Linked DNA regions of Rattus norvegicus: region 1 is linked to region 2. A link is a contact called in public Hi-C data. All regions are on one chromosome and are shown on one strand. The core of a region is the stretch at or near the end of the contact, and the rest is flanking DNA. Distances in the headings are between cores, read along the strand shown. Region 1 overlaps Tead1 (TEA domain transcription factor 1). Region 2 overlaps Parva (parvin, alpha).

What was found. Hi-C and Micro-C count contacts between places; a contact is called where the count stands out from the background.
Region 1: a Hi-C map of Schwann cells shows a contact between it and region 2, with 4 times the contacts expected there. The contact joins two enhancer-like sites. A contact is called at or near these places in 2 of 12 Hi-C or Micro-C datasets (Schwann cells and mammary epithelial cells).

The regions. Positions count from the first base shown.
Region 1 is chr1:176,341,045-176,343,744 of GRCr8, reverse strand. The region is part of intron 2 of Tead1 (TEA domain transcription factor 1); the gene reads right to left. Among named protein-coding and RNA genes, the nearest start is that of Tead1, 120 kb to the right of the region's middle. Within about 2 kb of position 1,419, at least 9 of the 93 cell types and tissues checked have an H3K27ac peak or open chromatin away from gene starts, as enhancers often do. A contact at or near this core is called in Schwann cells, where this site is marked.
Region 2 is chr1:176,022,541-176,025,240 of GRCr8, reverse strand. All of the region lies in intron 1 of Parva (parvin, alpha), which reads right to left. Among named protein-coding and RNA genes, the nearest start is that of Parva, 42 kb to the right of the region's middle. Within about 2 kb of position 1,365, at least 8 of the 93 cell types and tissues checked have an H3K27ac peak or open chromatin away from gene starts, as enhancers often do. A contact at or near this core is called in Schwann cells, where this site is marked.

The DNA.
Region 1 (2,700 bases), core at 170-2,669, 320 kb before region 2:
CCCCTCTCAAGCCAAGCATGTCTAATAGCCCTATAAGTTCCAACTCCAAAGCCCTCTTTTAGGGTGCTGCGATCTCATCGCTAATGGAGACAACTGCTTCCAAACAGTTCCGTGACATGTCTGACTTGTAAACCTCTGAGATCATGGTTTGGGTGAGAAGGAAGACGCTTTGGGAGTGGGATAAGAGGGAAGGACATACAACTGTGTCTTTCTTCTCACAAGACAAAGTGCTATTAAACCAGAGCTCTAGATGGCCTGCGGGTGAACAGAGTGGGGGTGACATAGAGCCATAAGGGTTCCATGAAGAGCCTGCTCTCCCTCCCTGACAGCAACGGGGTCTGGGGGACTGAAGGAAATTATTGTAAGGCAAGAGCCTTGAGCATTCGGTATTCAAACTGGGCCATGACCCATCCACATCACACTTTTCCTTTTAAGACCTTTGTCCCATGGCTCTGCACTGATGAAGGATTTTAAATGGGGTGGCATACAGCACCCTTCATAAGCTGTCATCATGACCCCTCAGCCGATTCACCCCCTTCTCTGACTACACGGGGCTGAGCGCCCAAAGACTGGCTCACTGGGTCCTTTAGTAACAGTAAGGGTGAGAAGCTATCACTCCCCTCAAGAAACTCCCATCAGAGCAAGAAGAATGTGTTAGCATTCAAGAAGCAGTAAAAGCAAGCCATTTCCTTGTCGGGGGGGGGGGGGGGGGGGGGCCGTCTTGATGCATTAAGTCCAATGCTGTAAAACTAACCCAATGGATGACAAAGTGAGGCTACTCCTTTAGGCTTCCATTCTCCTATAACATACACAGAACTAAGATGAGAGAAACAGAGTGTAATGTGTAAATGAAGGATTAGAGGGCTGGAGACATCCAACATGACACTTGTCCACTGTGATTCCCCAGTACAGGAGAGGAAGAGGAGGAGGATAACAAAGGGAGGAGAATAATAGAGGGGACTGAAAGGAAGGGAAAAAGTAAACAAATATCCAAATATGTAGCCAATTTAAAAAAAAAATGTTAAGTCCCCTAAGTGCCAGCAATAATGCCACCACCGTGTAGCCATCCTGTACCAGGGAGATGCAAGCCTGGCTTTCACCAGCTTCCCACCTGCATGGCACACATTGCCCACTGTCTACATCTTCGTCAAGATCTACCCCAGGTTACCCAAGACTGTGTCAGTTTCAAAGTTCAGGTTCTCTGTTCTCTAGAAAACCTCAGTGATGTCCAGAGGCCTACGAAGCTCCCAGACTTCCAACAATGAAAGCCTGGAAGTCCACAGCCTGTATGTCTGCTTCCTACTTGTCTTCTCCCAAAACCTGAGAGGACTCAGTTGTTTCACACTGGTACCAAGTCAGCGTTCAGCTGAGTCATATGGGCTTTCTCATTTCACCACTGAGCTGATAAAGGTTACAAGAATTTCCGGTGCAATTCTGAATGGCATCTGCACACCCCAGCTTGTGAGTGCCCCGCGGATATTTCACACTGCTCTGGCTCTATGTCTCCTCCCTGTTCTCTAAGCTTGAGAAACCCATTGATAATGAATCTCACTTGACAGCTCAGGCAATGATGGTGGGGAGTCCACACAGGAGGGCAACTCTATGGAGTCAGATGTTACAAAGGGTTTACATACCCAAGAAGCTGGACACCTTGAGTCATGACTAAATGACTCCATTCACCTCCAAGGCTGTCTGTCATATTTCCAGGACACTCTCAAGTCTTACTGCAATTTTTTTGTCTCTGGAAGAGTTTAATAGGGTGTGGAATGTCAGAACTATACAGACCTCATCTGTGTATACACTTGCCTATGTATTAGATAGTACTGACTGGGGATCGGGATAACTTGCTTCTTCAATGGCTTCTCCACCTTATTTTTTTAAACAAGATCTCACTGGACTCCCCTCTCTCTCTGAACTAGACTGCCTGGTCGGTGATTAAGGTCCCAGGGATGCCCCTGTTTCCTTATGCCAGTGCTGGGGTTTCTAGATCCATTCTAGAGAATGCCACAATGGCATTTCCTGAGTTCTAGGGATTGGAGTAAGTCCTTCATTGCTTGTGCGGCAAGCACTTTTCCCACTGTTCTATTTTCCCCAGCTCCAAAAAACAGAGTCTCTCAGAGATAAGTGGTACCCTGAGCACTGCAGTTGGGCACTGTGAACTCTGTGGATGAAAGTGCATGTGCACTTTCGCCATCACAGGAGTTTGGGGCAAAGGTTAAAAATCAAAGGTGTTAGGGGCTGGGGATTTAGCTCAGTGGTAGAGCGCTTACCTAGGAAGCGCAAGGCCCTGGGTTCGGTCCCCAGCTCCGAAAAAAAAGAACAAAAAAAAAAAAAAAATCAAAGGTGTTTAATGGCTATCGTACAGTCCTACCCACATGTATGAGAAATAATGAGAATGTGTCTTCTAATTTCCTATAGGTTGCCTGCCAAATTCCTGCCTTCTTCCTAGGACAGAATCTGTAGTGTTTTCTTTGCCGCACTGATATACCCTGTGTCATTATAAACAAATGCTGCTTTCTTTGCAGCTAATAACCACAATGTGTGGGTAAGAAACCTCTCCAGTATAAATCCGTGGGGACAAGGCTGCATTGTGGACATTAAATAATTATAACAATCTGACATGAGTCAGAGGATTGTTTCTCAATGGCCCAACTGCACTTCTAACGTTAAAGTCAACCCGAAACCCTCTTTTCCTGGCAC
Region 2 (2,700 bases), core at 116-2,615:
ACAAGTCTCCACTACAGCTAGTTTCAAAACAAAACCCCTTAAGCCTCTCCTCTATGTGCTCACCAATAACTAGCGACATTTAAGAGACATACAGTCTTGTTTTGACTTTGGTTGTCTGCTACACAAAAGCCCATGTGGCAGGGGTACTGGGGGGTATACATGCCTCACAGTTTTCTGCAAGATTAGACTTAGCGACCTACCTTCCAACCTTCCATCCTTCTGTCCTCATTGCCTCCTAGCTCCTATCCTCTTTCTCTCCCCTGCTTTTCCTTTCTTGTTCTTCTTCATTATCATCACCATCACCATCACCATCATCATCATATAATCATCATCACCACCATCATCACTATCACCACCATCATTGTCACCACCACCATCACCACCACCATCACCATCACCACCACCACCACCATCATCACTATCATCACATCATCATCATATAATCATCATCACTACCACCACCATCATTGCCACCACCACCACCACCACCACCACCACCACCATCATCATGACATCATCATCACCATCATCGTATGAGTGTGAATTATCACTGTGTGAGCATGAGTGCAAGTGTAGACACACATGTGAAGGTTGGGGAACAGTTTGGGCAGTTGGTTCTCTGCTACCTTGGGTTCTAGGGATGGAACTCAGGTCCTCAGGCTTATTCAGCAAACACTTATCCCCCCTGGCCTGAGAAACCTGGTCTCCAGCAATCCTCTAGCTCCACTTCTAAAGCAGCTGGGAATACAGTCTGTGCTCTTGCTCTCTATGTCTCTGTCTCTGTCTCTGTCTCTGTCTCTGCCTCTCTCTGTCTCTGTCTGTCTCTGTCTCTGTCTCTGTCTCTCTCTCTCTCTCTCAACATGGCCTCCCGGATCCCACATTGCCCTTGGACTTGCTATGTAGCTAAGGATGACTTTGAACCGATCCCCTTGCCTTCACCTCCTGAGGGCTGGATTACAGGGTGTCCACCACGCCTGGTTTATGCTGAGGGTCAAAGCCACGGCTTCCTGCAGGACAGACAAACATTTGCCAACTGAGCAGTGTCCCCTGCCCCAAGCCTGTTCCTCCTCTCTTTCACCTTTGTCCCTTCTTCCTGGCAGGCCTCTTCCCTTCTGGGAGAGTGAGGGCTCTGTACAGGGAGACCTTGTAGAGTTGGGCAAAAGTTTCAGCTACACAGGAATGTCCGTAAACCCTTGAGTTTAGGGTATTTGTGATTTCAGTTCTGAGGAACTGGGATTGCTTTGAAGTCCCCTGACTCATCTTTCTCATAACCTATTTCCTGTAAATGAGGCACTTGTTTGGGTCAGGGATGGTGTCATACAGCATCTCCTTCAGAGTGGCCAGGGATCATCTGAACAGGGCCCCTTACATACATGAACTAGAGCAAGATGCTCACTGGCTGACTCTGCAATCTTCAGAGTTGCTGGAGCGGCTCTAACAGCCGCCTCGAATTCATAATACGAAACACATGCTCCATCTGCCTGCTAATGGTGACAAAGCCATTTGTGTTCGGCGTGGTCACAATCGTTCTACAGATGAAAATCTTTCTAAAACTCATCACCCGGGCTGTTCAATCATCCTCACCAAGTGGGAAGATTCCTCTTCTCCCAGCACCCACACCCGCCCGCAGCGCACCACGTAAGACCTCTGCCAAAGCAGCCGCCGGTTCGGCATGAGGCATCGTGCAGCTGAAAAGGGGGAACAGAGTAGAAACAGTTCACCCAAGTTTTCAAACTCTCTGCTCCTAATAAGGCAGGCAAAGATCAGTGCCAGTAGCTAAAGTGGAGAAGAACTGCGCCTTTCCCTGGGGATCCTGGGAGCTAGGCACGACTCCCCTGGGTTTCAAAAACCAAATCAATCGTCTGCTTCGTTAAGGAAAAAAAATAAATTGAAAAAAGGACTGTTATCAGCAAAATGTTAAATCTTTCTCTTTTTTCCTTCTGGCTGGAAACAGAACGATATTTCTTTGATACCTGAAATGAAAGTTGAATCATATTAATGCTGAATTTTACTACTGTCATATTTCAAAATGAAATTAGCCCAACATTTATGCTTCCAATGAAGATCTGGGCTAATATGTACTGCAGTCCACAGAATGTCTTAGGTTCAGATGACGCAAAGGCCAGTCCCCCTCTGAGAATAAACACTGGCTAATCCTCTCCCTGTCCCCCACAAATAAATCTAAGCGGCAGTGACATCAGAGAGAGCTGTCCCATTACCGAAGCACAGCTGGGGGGGGGGAGGGGCGCTGACCGGCAGTGATGCTACGGACTGATGAGGGTGGTAACGCTGAAATGTAGAGCTGTCGGAACGCAGCTTGCTCCTACAGCCTGAAGCGAAAGCCCTGTGAGAACGACTGGCATGCGGCAGGCCAGTTTCTCTCTCGTCCCTTCTGCCACACTCCAGGCTTCTCATCCCACCTTTGCTCTCAGATACACAATGCCTTTGGGTGACATGGAGAACCACGAACGGGTTCCACCTTCTCCAGATGAAGTCGTGATGCTGACTTACTGTCCTCGGCTAGTTACATCAGCAAGGCATTTTGTAGGGCGGGGAGAGCAAGTAGTCAAGCCAGGATGTCTGGGGCCTACGGTATGTGACACTGTATGTCTAGCCTTCCGTTCTCCCTCTGTGGTGAGACTTCTTGTTTTGGAGAGAACATCTCTCCACCCAGAAGCCTTCGTGTTACTAAGCTTGGCG